Linked DNA regions of Mus musculus: region 2 is linked to region 1. Evidence: chromatin contacts called from public HiChIP or PLAC-seq data. All regions are on one chromosome and are shown on one strand. Each heading gives the region's core, a stretch centred on a gene start, on an enhancer-like site or on the middle of the called end of the contact. The rest is flanking DNA. Distances are from core to core; before and after follow the strand shown. Region 1 holds the start of Lrrc10 (leucine rich repeat containing 10). Region 2 overlaps Frs2 (fibroblast growth factor receptor substrate 2).

Evidence for each region. HiChIP or PLAC-seq counts read pairs in DNA pulled down with a chosen protein or histone mark.
Region 2: an H3K27ac HiChIP or PLAC-seq map of heart atrium shows a contact between it and region 1, with 5 read pairs. The contact joins the enhancer-like site here to the promoter of Lrrc10 in region 1. A contact is called at or near these places in 3 of 39 promoter capture datasets (embryonic stem cells, pre-B cells and second pharyngeal arch cranial neural crest), 1 of 15 datasets of contacts at CTCF or cohesin (CD8 T cells), 1 of 484 Hi-C or Micro-C datasets (the P5424 cell line), 1 of 115 datasets of contacts at active chromatin or transcription factors (heart atrium) and 3 of 9 other capture datasets (adipose tissue, liver and pancreatic islet).

What each region holds. Positions count from the first base shown.
Region 1 is chr10:117,041,477-117,048,782 of GRCm38.p6, reverse strand. Lrrc10 (leucine rich repeat containing 10) reads right to left here and starts at 3,442. Exons shown (of 1, transcript NM_146242.2): 1 at 2,015-3,442. The coding sequence starts at 3,360. The coding sequence ends at 2,536. Gm10747 (a long non-coding RNA gene) reads right to left here and starts at 6,543. Exons shown (of 3, transcript XR_872056.2): 1 at 5,923-6,543; 2 at 4,988-5,227; 3 at 4,098-4,645.
Region 2 is chr10:117,114,858-117,122,163 of GRCm38.p6, reverse strand. The region is part of intron 1 of Frs2 (fibroblast growth factor receptor substrate 2); the gene reads left to right. Among named protein-coding and RNA genes, the nearest start is that of Frs2, 30 kb to the left of the region's middle. Within about 2 kb of position 3,538, at least 70 of the 459 cell types and tissues checked have an H3K27ac peak or open chromatin away from gene starts, as enhancers often do. A contact at or near this core is called in CD8 T cells, the P5424 cell line, heart atrium and 1 more, where this site is marked.

The DNA.
Region 1 (7,306 bases), core at 2,193-4,692:
TTTTTATTGCTGCGATAAAACACATAACTCCATCCCCAAGGGAGGGAAGTCAGAGGAGAACCCGAAGCAGAAGCCATGGAGGAGTGGTGCTGGCCGGCTTTCTTCTCGTGGCTTCATTTACTTCCCTATAGTACCCAGGACCCGGGAGTGGTACCTTCCCTAGTGAACTGGGCTCCCCCACAGCAACTACTAATCAAGAGGATGCCACACAAGCTTGCCCACAGGCCCATCTGGTGGAGGCGTTTTCTCAGCTGAGGTTTCCTCTTCCCAAGCGATTTCTAGCTTGTGTCAAGTAAAAGCTGGTACGAGTCCATACTACTCATCTCTGATAACTGAGGAGAGGTCGGTAGGTAAGACCTGGCCTCCCTTCATCCCCACCTGGGATGGTCTGCAAGGGCCATCTTTCCTTCAGTGCTTTGGGTTTCCAGACTGAAAGTCCAGAAGAACAATAACTAACACTTGGTGCTTCAGCCTTTCTTCCTTATTTTGCTGATGAGATCTTGGTATCTCTAAGACCACCAGAAGATGGCTCTCAGCTTACAAACCCCTTTGGTAAACCTCTGTCCCCCCCAAATATTTACATTATAATTCATAACAGCAAAATAACTGTTGTTATGAAGTAGCAACAAAAATAATTTTATGGTTGGAGGGCACCACAACATGAACTGTACTAAAGGGTCGGAGCGTACGCAAGGTTGAGAACCACTGAATTGAAAGAAATGTAAATGCCGTCCGTATAAACGTGATTGAAAGCTTAAGAGTGGACACAATTATTTGGCAGCAAAAACAAAATAAATGTTGCAAGCTTACTGATTTAGAAAAAAAAAAAAAACAATTTGGCTATACTCCAAATGCTAGTGATCTATAAGAGCAGCTGCATACCCGATGGGAACCCTGGTCAGTTAGCTTCAACTCAAGGCTGTGGACTGCAGCTTATGCCGGAGAAGACAGACCTGTTCATCTTGAGATGGAAGACTGGGCAAAAAAGCAACTTGTAAACTGCTATAGCAGAAGTGTCCTTGGAAGGCAAATTCTTGTTTGCAAATTGCATTTAGAATCAGTTGAGTATGGCTTCAGTTACCTGAAAAAGAATAGACAAAAAAACAAAACACAAAAAAACAAAAAAAAAAAACAACAACAAAAAATAACAACAACAAAAACCATTCTAGCAATCTAGTAGGAATATGCACGCGTAGCTGTAAGGAGAAATCTGTCCCTATGGGTATAAACTACTCCATTTAATGACTAAAGGCGTCCTTGGCGGTCTGATCACTGGGCTGCCGATGTTCTGCACCAGAGAGGTGGTGACAGGGTTTTGTGACACTCCAGGACCTCCTCTGACTTAGCCAGCAGTATTTCTGAAAGGATTCTGATATTCCAGAACTGGGCTCGTGAAGGTCCGTCCTCCCATGGTTCTTTATAAAACCTCAGTATGGTTTGTCTTAGTTAAGATGACAATTTTTGCCCTGGTGTTTTGAAACGGTTATTCATATACAGACAATAATTTAGGATTTATGCACTTGTGATACATTCTTCCCTAAATAACGGCCAAAATACCTACGTTTGTAGACAGTCAACAGACCCTATGAACAAAAACCCGAACAAATTATGATTATTGGTCTCAGCCAAGATAAAAGCTGAGACCTCCACTTCAAACTCAGACACTTGTTTTAGGTGAACTGATTTTTACATTCTACCTTTAACAAAGTGTGACTCTCGGGAGGCATGGCTCTGTTCTGGGGGGCAGCCTGCCCTCACCCTAGGAATCAGGAGGCTGTCTCGAGGAAGAAAGGCTTGGCTTTTCAGATGACAGTAAACTGAGCGGACTTTAGGTCAAACCTTACGAGGGAAAACGAGTGGAACCGGCTTGAACCACTGGGAAGTTGGAAGGCAGAGCTTCAGGGAAAGACTTCTTTGTGGCATTTACAGCAGGGGCTAAAGTGCGGGGGGGGGGGGGGGGGGGGGGGGGGGAGGGGCTCAGGCTGTGTGACCACAGCTTTGTTTTTTTTATTTTCCTTCGAATCAAGACTGATTGGGTAGAGTTGTCCCTTTCAGGAACCAAATTAGTAACAGCAGTACATTGGTACTATGCAGAAGTTCTCGGGAAGGAAAGAGGCATGAGAGCTAGAGAGAGCTAGAGACAGGCCACTGAGCAGCTGGTGGCGTTGTTTTCTTTATTTTAACAAATACAGTCTTTGAAGCACTCACCAGCCTTGTGACCAGCTACTCCTGCGTGGTGGAAGAGTGCTGTGGCTGGTCTTGTTCTTTGGTGTTTCAAAATAGCTCGTGTGAAGGAACTGCTTCTGGCACAGGAGTGACAGTCACCCTGGATTCCAGGCCAGCAACAGCACACACCTTCCCCCTAGGAAGAGGTGCTGGGGGCTGGAAATGTTTTCTTCGCCCTATTCCTTTACAGCATCTCACCTGGCTTTCTCTCCATCAGCCCTGGGATGAGCCAGGACCATCCCTTCCGCTCTAATGAGATGCCTTCGGAGCAGTGGGGTAACCTTTGAATTGGCCTTCAACCTCAGCTGTTCAAGAGCTGGAAGGAAGAAGGGGAGGAGGTGGCTCTTGATTCTCTTCCTTGGCCAGTGCGTACCGCCTAGCTTTTCTGGGGTCAGGCTCTGGTGTCTCCTCTGCCCATCTCCCAACACGGCGAACCCCTTTGCCCACCTTGGGGGCATTTCTGCAAGGATTGTGGTCATAGATGACCAGCTTCAGATTTGTCAAGTGGGCCAGGCTGGGGAAGTAGCGGATACTGTTCCGATCCACGTCGATCACCTCCAGAAAGGGCATGCGAAGCAGTACCGAGGGGAAGTCAGCTAGCTGATTGCCGGAGAGCCAGATGGTCCTGAGCTCGCGCAGGCGCCGGAGCTGGCCGGGTAGCAGACGTAGGGCGTTGGAACCGGCATGCAGGGTTTTAAGGAGACTCAGCTCACACACCACATCGGGCAGCCGGGTGAGGCAGTTGGATTCGAGCCACAGGGTCCGTAGGTTCTGGAGCAGGCTGAGCTCATCCGGGAGGTCACAGAGTTTGTTATTGCCCAGGTAGAGGATGCAGAGCTGTTTCAAGGTACACACCACCCGGGGGAGAGCTTTGAAGTTGTTGAAATCCAAGGCCAGGATCTGCAGGTTCTGCAGCTGTGCCAGGTCGGGAGGCAGGCTGTGAAGGTGGTTGTCGCTGAGGTAGAGCTTCACCAGCTCCGTGAAGGAGCACACGTGCAGTGGGAAGCGACGCAGCTGGCTCCCGCTCAGATCCACCATCCTGTCCAGGGGCATCTCCCGGAGGTCTCCCACCACATAACTCTGGCAGCGGTCGGTGGGGATGAAAGCCACGAAGGCCCGGATGGTGTTTCCCATGTGAAACGGGCTGCAAGGCGAGCCCCTGCCCACCAACTCTGTCAGGGAGTGGGCTGGCTGTGCTCACTGCTCGGGAACCCTTCTACCCTCTCTTTATAACCCGGAATTCGGTGACAAAAGCCAGTCACTTTGACAGAATAAAGTGCTCCTGATAGCAGCTTGAGTGTCTGGTGACAGGCCGGACAGGCAGGGTCTGGGACGTCCTGTCCAACTCACATATTTGTCTTTAATCACTTAAGCCCTGATCTCTTATCTACTCTCTCCTGATCTCCCGCCCCCCCCCCCCAAATTGAAAAAATACTGTGACAAAGGTGGAGAAGTAAAAATGAAAAACACCTATATTTGTACTATGTAGGTAAAACTGTAAATATTTGAATGCATAGTCATCTCCTTTGTGTTACAACTCACCTAACCCGAACAAGGCCCTGCTTCAATCCTGAGTGGGGCACAAAACAACAACAACCCGCTGCTAAGTTTTCCAGGATGCATCCTTCAAAGTGTTGCCAAAGGCCTACATCCTTTACAGATTTTCTCCAGTTCCAACAAGCCTTAACCAATATGTAATCAGAAGCAATGGCTTCTGATTTGTACAGTCTTGCTTTGTGTCCAGCTAGCGTCTTGCCACACTGTAAAAGGGTACATTTGAGCTGGAAGTGGAGTTCAGTGGTAGGGTGCTCGTATGGCAGAATTGAAGCCCTGGGGTCCGTCTCCATTTCTGCCAAAACGAACACACACACACACAAATCCTCTCTTTGACAAAGGACAAGAAGGAAGGCTGACTAGCCTTCAAAAGCATAGATTAATTAGAATGTAATTATTAATTAATTCATTAGAATGTAATGCACCCGGGGGGGGGGCACTTTCCAGAGGTGGGAACACTTTCCAGACCCATTTAAATGGCCATTAAAGCTCTGTACTTCTCGTCCATAATCGCGTCCAGTTGAGAAAAGCAACGATGAGCCAGACCGTTCCAAGAACGAGGGCCTCCAAGGTCTGGCTGCTGGGGGCTGGAGAGATGGCTCAAAGGTGGAGAGCGCGTGCTGCCCTTTGAGAGGACCCAGGTTCCACGCCAGCCCTCATATCCACGCCATATCCACGCCAGCCAGCCCTTGTATCTGATAGCTTACAACTGTCTTTAACGGCAGCTTTGGATGTGAGGTGTGGGGTGATGATCCAACATTGTCTTCTGGCCTCTGTGGGATCTTGCATGTTGTGTCCGGCCAGCAGATCATAGCCTGGGTTCTAGCTTGGAAAGGCATTCTGGAAACCTGGAAGAGAAGAGGGGCTAGGCGGCGAGAGAAAATGATGCAGCTAAGACAGGCATTCTGATCAAAGCTCAATTTTACTGTTCCGACACTCAGTTATGAAGGAAGGGGGAGGGGGCCCGATTCCCGCCAAATAATCTCGGAGTTCAGTAGCAGGGTGACCACGTGTGTGACTCCAAACAGCAAAGCGGCACGTTCCACCAGTGGGCGTGGCAGAACGATTGAGCGGGAAGCTCCACCCCTGAGCAAGCACACACACACACACACACACACACACACACACACACACACACACACACACAAATAAAGGTAACTATTAATTTAAAAATCTGTCTACTGGAAATGGATGCAGAAGTGCTTACTGTCTCCCAGATGTGGCTCTGTGCTGTACAGCAGGAAACAGGCTCCTCCCCCTCCTCCAGAGTCTTCCCCACTCACTGGCCAAATAATGTCACCTGGGGTGACTTTACAAGTCAGCAAAGTATGTGCAAATCACATGCTGAAACTGGCAGCACTTTGGGTCATCCCGGATGCCGAGTAAACTCTGGGACAGACGCTTCCCTCCTCACAGCCCCAGTGTCCCATTCAGCACCCCATGGAATCTGGGTAGGCGAAAAGTGAATTGACCAAGTTATGAGTCTCCTCCTTATAGTATTGTGTTAGACTATAGAGCTCCTCCTTATATTACCTTGTTATAGTATAGATCTCTTTGTATTACCCTGTTATAGTATAGATCTCTTTGTATTACCCTGTTATAGTATAGAGCTCCTTATATTACTGTGTTAGAGTACAGATCTCCTTATATTATTTTGTTAAGAGTATAGATCTCCTTATATTACCTTGTTAGAGTATAGATCTCCTTATATTACTGTGTTATAGATCTCCTTTATTACTGTGTTAGAGTATAGATCTCCTCCTTATATTACCTTATTAGAGTATAGATCTCCTTATATTACCTTGTTATAATCTAGATAACTGTTAAAGATAAACAGATAAGTCTATATAAATTGACTTGAGAAAATACTTGGAAGTCTGTAACAAAAAAAAAAAAAACCCAAGCAATGTTCAGACAATTCTATAATTTCCATCTATAAAAAATTATGCATACATCCTTGTGTGAGAGTAAATATTTTTGTTAAGAAGTAATGGTGACTGTTTACAAGAAATCTTCCTGGAGACCTGGGATGACATTAGGGGATGTTAACCACCCAGTCGCACTCTTTAGTGCCTTCAGAATTTTTTAAAAGGGCATTTATTATTTTAAAATTAAAACTTGGCTGGGCCTGATGGTGTATACCTGTAACCCTAGTCCTTGACACGTCGAGGCAGATGCCTTGCTGCGGACTTAAGGTCAGCCCAGACTACGTGGCAAGTTTCCAGCCAACTTGGTCTGCAGAGTGAGACCCCCCCATCTAAAAAACAAAACAAAGATAATAACAAAATAAAATGTAAAACTAGCCCAGAAAACAAAGAACCTGGCCCACCAGCTTGCTTGCTGTTTGGGAAAGAGCAGCCTGACTTGGTGGGAAGAGTCGCCAGGCTCCGTTTCCAACAGCTACCCTGTGACAGACCCAGCAGAGCCACAGGCAGGAGCATCCAGGACAGCGAGTGGCCCTCGGAACCTGTCACCACTCACTTCCTACTCACGGAACTGTGACCGAAGCTGGTAGTTTCCGGCCTCGCTAGGCTTTGAATGTCAAGGGCTGTTATCTTGGGTCCTCTCCTTGCTTTGTGTATTTGTGTTATTATAATAAGTCGTCTCTGGACAGAGCGCTCGCGCGGTCTTACCTCTATATTTAGCCTAGCCAGTGGTGACCACAAATGGTCATGAAGCAGCGCCCTCATTGTCCCTAGAAATGATAACAATAGAGGTATTGCTCCTGGCTGTTATTTACTGAGTACCTGCTAAGTGCTAAACCCAGTGCCACATACTTTGGTATAGCATATAAAATTCTTAGACATAGATTAAGTGTTTTACGCCGTTTCTCATACGAGGGACAAGTGGCTCAGAGAGCCTTTATAGTGACGTCACATACTCTTTGAACACCGGTTATGAACGGGCACAGGGAACCTGGTAGTTAACAATGGGGCCCCCATGCCACTGAGGATACCATTTCACCCCAGCAGGGGCAGGGAATGCTCCGGGGTTGGAAAAGTAGAGTATTTCCTTAATCCTTGTTCCAACACACAGGACTTCCCGTCAGCACTTTACCAACAGCCCCACTCCAACCCCCAAGTGATGGTGGGTAGTTGAGCTCAAGTCTCATGATTTGGAAGTAATTTTCTGCTGACTTGTGTCTCTGACCCATGATACTCCTTGCTGCCCGGGCCCCTGGCCGTCTCTTCTGCAGAGGTGGGCTTTACCTTAGCTCTCTTCCGCGTCTCTGTATCCCTAGCAGCTGAACCGGGGCGCAGAGGGAGGAGTCATTTGTCCTTGTCCCACCCTAGGCGCTCCCTAAATATAAGGTGAGTTAAATGTAAGGTGAGTTGTGTGCCTACAGCTAAAAAAGAACTACAAGTGCCCAGAACTGGCCTGGGGTTCCCCTTTCCTCCCGTGACTGCCTGATCCTGCCAGCTGATGTCTCTTTCTGTATCGATGTGATTATTGTGAACAGTCTATTCTAAGATGGAATGTGTGCTGCTCCCCACAGCTGGGACCCGAGAGGTATTCTGAACATTCA
Region 2 (7,306 bases), core at 2,289-4,788, 73 kb before region 1:
AACTATATGTATTTGGAAGAGAGAGGAAGAGAAGGAGAGAGAGAGACAGACAGACAGACAGACAGACACACAACAGAAACACAGAGAGATACAGTTCTTGGCTATGTCAGGCTTGTGATAAGGGCAGAGGTACCCTTAGGATCTTTGAATCACCTAGGTAATATTTTAAAAAATCGAAAGATCAAATATTTTAGAGCCAATTCAGTCAGGAGTCATTCATACATATCTTTTAAATTTTTATTTATTTATTTAAAACTGTGTGTCTGTGTGCTTGCATGCTTGCCTGTGGAGATCAGTGGTATCAGATACTCTGGAGATGGAATTTGAGTTGCCAGATATGTGTGCTGAGAATTGAACTCGAGTCTTCTGGAAAAACCATATATGTTCTTAACTGCTGAGCCATCTCTCTGGCCTCTATGCATATTTTTGACAGTCAACAAACTAGGATCAAACAAAGATTGAGTGTAGAATTGTAAATGATTAACAACGCCATTATTTATTGATCTCCTACTGTGAGCCAGTCCTTTTATTACATGAAGGTATGCATAACACCTTTATGAGGTATGTGTTATTGGCTTGCTTTTTATAAATGCCTTGCTGAAGTATTAAGTGGTTAGGTAACTTCAATAAGGCCCAAGCTAGGAAATAATGGAGCTACTATTTGAGCAGTTCGACTCTAGATATCATAGAAATGTCACAGAGATATTAGCTGGATTGGATCTAGAATATAGAAGCTCTTGAAAAGTTTGCAGAGTGGGCAGTGGTAATGGTTGTAAGTTCTGTCCTCTACCATATGGGTTCTGGTGATTTAGCCCAGGCTTAGATCACCAGGTGTGGCTGCAAGCACCTTTACACAGTTAGCCATGTTGCCAGCCCCTTGGCTGACTTTCGATGGGAGGTTGCCAGTGGGCTTGAGGGTGGAAACAACATGAGTTTATTAATTTAGAGAATTGGATATGTGAGTATTGTTTCCTAAGTTGAAAACATGGAGTTTACTTTAGGATTTGGTTTTAACAGAGACACTGGGAGACATGGAGAGAAAAAGTCATCTCCATATTACCAGCCTGTAAACCACTCTTTTAATTAAGTATATTGTGTTAAATGAGAAGAATAGGTGTCAGAATGGCTTAGTAAAGGTGGTTGCTGCTAAGTCTAGTGACTTAAGTTCAGTTCCTTGAGCCCACGTGGTAGGAGAGCCCACTACCTCAAGCTCTTGGATTTCCACATGTGTATACACGCACACGCACACGCACACGCACACACACAGGGCATGGAGGGGATGGGGAGAAGGGCGAGAGAATATGAGAATAATGAAAAAGCTAAGGGCAGATCTGGTGGTGCACACCTTTAAATCCCAGCAGAAGCAACTGGATTTCTGAGTTTGAGGCAGCCTGGTCTACATAGTTCTAGGACAGCCAGGGCTATACAGAGAGACCTTGTCTTTTAAAAAGAAGTTACCTTATTTTGTAAACATATCAAGAAGAACAGCAACAAGATACTGGTAAGTGGAAAATTGATGAACTTACCTTAAATAGTTAGTAGTATTAAAATTAAAGAGAAAATGGCAAACTAATGGTATTTTAGCTAGGTATTATTACCTGAAAGTTCTTCTCAGTCTAAGTCAGGGAGAGAGGTGAGAGGGAGGGAGGGCGGGTGGGCAGGTGCACACTCATGCTGTATACTCTGTGTTTGGGCGGATACTGAGATAGATGGCATTACCCTACTCCGGTCTCAACCTCCTGAATATTAGCCTTGCATGCGTGTACCACCATTCCTGGTCCTCCCGAGCAGCTCACTGAGCTGTACTTGCCCTTCTTGTGATGATGGAAAATCACTGAGTACCTGATAATGAAATGGAGTAAGTTCGTATGCGCTTTGGTGTATTAGACTGCTACCTAAGGGCTGCATAGACATTGGATTTGTGATACTGTGGCATTCTGATAAGCAAGATGGCTACATTTAGTAGTAGACAGTTTGGGCATAATGTTTTGGAAATTAGAGTTTTGTGTAACATTTCTCTGCTTTTCTAGTGGTGGGATAATAGCATTTATTATGTAGCTAAGTTGGGAATGTTAGTTCCTTAAAATAAAATGTGTAAGTAATAGGCATTAACCTGTTTAACTCTAAGATAAATTGCTGAATAAACACCAGGACCATTCTCCATACTAGAGACAAGTTTTCATCCATTGTACCAGTGAACAGTGTACCTAATAGGTCCTGATTTATACTTTAAATGTACAGGTGGTTTTAGTTACATCTAAATAAGAATTCCACTTTAAAAGATTTGTCGTAGAGCATGAAAGTTCTGTAAGACATGGAGCTGCGCTTCTGCCAGAAACTCAGCATTTTGAAGACAGATAGCATCCCAGTTCCGAATTGAGATTGGGTACAAAAATAGCCTAGGGCTGAGAATAGACACAGTAAACGCACCGGCAGAGATCTGTTCATGTGGTTATGATGGAAAGGAAATCTTCGTTGTGCTTGTACAGAAAGATATGCTGTAAACATTGCACGTCGAGCACAGCAGACAAACCCCCGTTTCACGGTTATCCTATCTGGTTACTTCTTACTATAGAGCGTGAAGGCTGCTTCTGCCCTTTTCTCCAGAGTCCTCCTTCTCTCTTCCAGTCACCTGCTGGTTTCAGAAGTATCTCTTTAAGTTTTCCTTATTTTTATATTTTCTTTAATGTTTTTATATGAACACAAAATTTCCTTTAGTACTTTAAGAAATTATAAGACAGTAAAGCTGTCTTCAGATGTCTTTTGTTTCATCTCAGCACTGTTTGAACTGGTGTAAGACATACTTACTCTGCATAGTTTTCTCTTCATGGAGAAGTTACTTTTAGTATTAACACACCTGGAAATTATTTCAGAATCTAACATGTTGTCTTGCTTGTAGTAAGAGTTCCAGAAGCCTTGATGGTCACTTCTCTTGTCTTGTGTATTCTTAAATATATTAACTATAACCTTAATGTCATGTTACTTGTGTGTATGTTTTCAGGGCTGACCACTTGGTGTTGGGTAACCAATGAGTGCTGATTTGTTTTTACTACCAAATATAATTCTCCTGATAATGAAACTTTAGATATTTGTCTAGCACATAGTTAGGATGGTGTACCCTGAAAATCAGTCATGCATCCACACCACGTGACTGCTTAGCGGAGTGATTAAGAGTGTGGATTTAGAGGTCTGGCTACCCGTATTTGATTCCTGTTTCTACCACTTAATTAGCTGTGTAACTTGGGTAAGAGATTCTCGGAGCCTTAATATTTTCATCTATCAGATATAGTGTGTACTTATGCTATAAAGAGGATTAAATGAATTGTAGAGTGCTTCAGTCAGTTACTACATGATAAGCACCGTGGAGTGTTGGTTAAATAAATGTTTTGAAGTCAGTTTGTAGAGCAGTGCGTGTCCTTCCCCTGGGTTGTTACTACAGTCACAGGAAGTTGTATGTCGGAGCTCTCCTAGTGCTTCTCAGCTGTGGAGTCAGTCCTGCTCCTGCTGTCGCCCCAGCCCACTCTGTCCCTCCCTCTGCCTTAGCTGTGCTGTGGCTGCTGAGGCCCTCCTTCATGCTCTGCCTCCCCATTGCTGCTGCTACCACAGCCGCTGCCGCCACCACCACCACTAAAGATCACTAAGTTTGAGGACTTTCTGCATGTGACTTGGGAGGTTAAATGCAGGACTTTGTTTTTGTATCATGTGCCACAGCCACTTCAGAGGGCTGACGGGTGTTCTTGTGATTCATTTCAAACTCTTTACCCCTCTTGCAGCAGACACAAATAATCACAGATTGAAACATCGCCAGGTGGGGAAATGCCTCAGCTTGCTCAGGGCTTCTGTGCACATATGAGGAGCTGAGTTGAGTTTCCCAGCACCACAGAAAGAAACTCATGTGCTGCTGTGCACCTGGAATCCTAGTCCTGGAGAGACGAGAGACAGTGAGTTCTTAGGCTGCTGGTGGCTGAGCAGCTGAAAGGGAGGCTCCCGAAGCAGGACGACTTGAGTTTGGTTCCTGGAACCCATGGAGGAAAGAGGCAACCTAGTCACGAGTCTGTATCCACGAGTGACTTAGGAGAGTCACCTAACTGCCATACATATGCTGTAGTGCATACATGTGCATATGCACACACATGTAACTACACAAATAATAAGTAAGTGCGGTGGAAAGTGATAAAGGAAGATACTGCACACCAGCCTCTGTCCTCACCATGTGTGTGCACAGTGCGTGAACTAACATATATTTGTACACATGCATACAGCACACAGTATAGCCATAGCCCTTGGTAGGACCCTTCTGTATATTCAGTAAATGGAGTTAAATCAGTAGTACGTTCTTCTGGACATTCCAGGGAGGACTTGGCTGTCACTCAGACATGTTTCAGGTAAGAAAGAATGTAGGAATCTTTGACCTTGACTCTGGGGTATCAGAAGACAGTGAGGGCAAAGATACTGTGGCTCATAGATGACAAACTAATGAATGCTTTTCATTTATGACAAGGAATTCTGGGTACACAAGAAACATTCATGGATATAGACCAGTAATAAGAATTTATTAGAGCAAGGCACATTGCATTTTTGGTATCTTAATTTCTGAGAATATAAGCTTGATCAATAAATATATGGCATAGAATATTCATGAGTAATTTTTTATGCTGTTGAGTTTGAACATATTTATATCTTACTTTACTTTTAATCCCTATCTATGAAGCTGTCAGCTTATAATCAAATAATTTAGAAGAAGCTTTGAAAAGGTTGTGGGTATAAATTCTTTGACTGTGGCTTTTTGTTCTGACCTTGTCATTAGCTTTTCTTCTAGCTGTCACTTGTCCTGCTGTCCAGAGGGTAGGTACACTGGGGTAGTCAGACAGCTCAGCTTACTGAAAATAGAAATCCAGGCATGAAGTGGAGTTTCTTTGACTTGGAATCATGGCTATGTTCAGCAGTTATTTTAAACGAATGTTTTGTTTAGTTTTGGAGCAGGGTTTTGTGTAGCCCAGGCTGTCCCTGTGCTTGTAGTATAGTTGAGGCTAGCTTTTTTTGTTTTTAATAGTATGCTGATGTTTCTGGTAGAGATTGGGATCGAGTAACACAAGTCAGTGCTTCTGAAGGACTGTCATCGCGTGGGGACCAGGGGTCTCACCCCTCACACAGGTTTGTGGCTGTGACTGACCTTTTTGTGCACCTGTCACTGTAGAAAGGTGGTTACAATACCTGTATGTTCTTGCTCTCTTTCAAATAATAGAGTTAGTTCAGTCAACTACAATAATGTGAGCCTGTTTAGTTAAGCACTTTTAAAATTATGGATGAATTCATTCATTCATTCATTCACTCATGCATTTACTTTATATCCCAATATCACCCCCAGTACCTCCTCATGCAGATCCTTTCTCCATTTCTCCTTCCCTTCTCTGAGAGAGGGAGTCCCCTCTGAGTATCACCCTTACCCCCAACCTACCCTCCAGCCCCTTCCCCAAAGATTTTATTTTTATGTATTTATTTTTTCTTCTCTGGGAAGTTCTTTTTATATTATTTCCCTTTTTATTTTTGATCTTTTGCATTTATGTTCTCCCCAGTATTTTTCACTGTGAAGAAATTCATAGTGCAAACGCAAGAGGGAGAGAGCTGACTGGACTTTTATTCTCATCGCTGGGGTTTTGTTGAGTTGGGGGCTGAATTTGGTCTCTGTGTCTGTTTTACACTCTTTATTATCTTTCCCCCTCTAAATGTGTGTTTGTAGTTTAGTTCTCAGTTGTTTTACTGTTTTGTAATGCTCATGGATTATTTTTATGACCTAGACTTAGTAGCTCTACCAGGCACTTTTTGAAACAGGGTCTTGCTGTGTAGGCCTGGCTGGCCTGGTTCTCCCTGTACATAGACCACACTTCTTTCTTCCTCCTTCCTCCTCCTTTCTTCCTCCTCCTCCTTCCTCCTCCTTTCTTCTTCCTCTTCCTTCCTCCTCCTTCCTCCTCCTCCTCCTCCTTCCTCCTCCTCCTCCTTTCTTCCTCCTCCTCCTTCCTCCTCCTTCCTCCTCCTCCTTCCTCCTCCTTCTTCCTTCTTCTTCCTCTTCCTCCTCCTTCCTCCTCTTCCTCCTTCCCCCTCCTTTCTTCTTTCGCCTCCTTCCTCCTCCTCCTTTCTTCTTCCTCCTCCTTCCTCCTCCTTCCTCCTCTTCCTTCCTCCTTCTTCTTCTTCCTCCTCCTCCTTTCTTTTTCTTTCTCCTTCCTCCTCCTCCTCTTTCTTCTTTTTTCTTTCTTCTTCCTCTGGTTCTGGGAATAGAATCTGGAGCCTTGCCAATATTAGGCTAGTGCTCTGTGGCTGACTCTCAGACTCAGCCCCTCACCGTACAGTTCCTGTACTGTTCTATACTGCTAAACTTGAAGAGTCCTTTCTCCTGCCTTTCTGCCTCATGTTCCTATCACATGATGGGCATTCAGTGACGGAAGCTTGGGATTTTCATTGCTTGCTACTCTCTGACTGTGTTTCTTGTCACAATAAAAATGATATAAAATATTACCAATGCCTTTAAAATGTATAATAATTACCTAATTAATTTTGCACTGTTGTTGCACAGTTGATAAGTGAAGTCTGATATAGATCACCATCCTCTGTTAATACTGCTGTAAAAATAACCTAGACACACAGCTTTTATTTCTATATGAAAAGAGCTTTGTTGATTAAAAAAAATTAAATAAATTCTGAGGTAGTTTGTGGTTTTTTCCTTGTGCTTTAAAATGTTTTCTTTTTTTGGAATCAGGGTCTTGGTTTAGACTGTAGAAGTATGCTAATAAGATTATATTTAGTTGGTGAATTTGTGCCCACAAAAATGTGACTTTTAAAAGTTGCAAGTTGCTATAGTTCTTGCAGATAAGATTATTTCCTGTTTTCTCTCTTATATTTAGTATTTGTATATTTTCCATGAGGAGGCCCTTCAGCTGTGTCATTTGACATTCACTTTTAAATAAAGCTTTAACTACACAAAATGTCAAATGTTTCTTTGACCAGAGTTACCCATAATTTCCCAGGTAATTGTCCCACTTTAATTCTGTGCGTGGGGAAGTGAGGGGAATGGGAGGGCCAGGCAGACAGGTTTTCTCCTGCCACTTTGTAGGATCCTGAGCTCAGGTCATCAGGCCTGCATCAAGTGTCTTTACCTTTCATTTTACCAGCCTTCCTTTTATTTTTGTAATGTAAGGTTTCAGGAAGAATTTCTTTTGGTCCTGTAGGAATTTCTGCATTTTTGACTCACTGTAGCCCTTGGAACTGGCTATGTAGACTAGGCTAACCTCAAACTCACAGAGATCCTTTG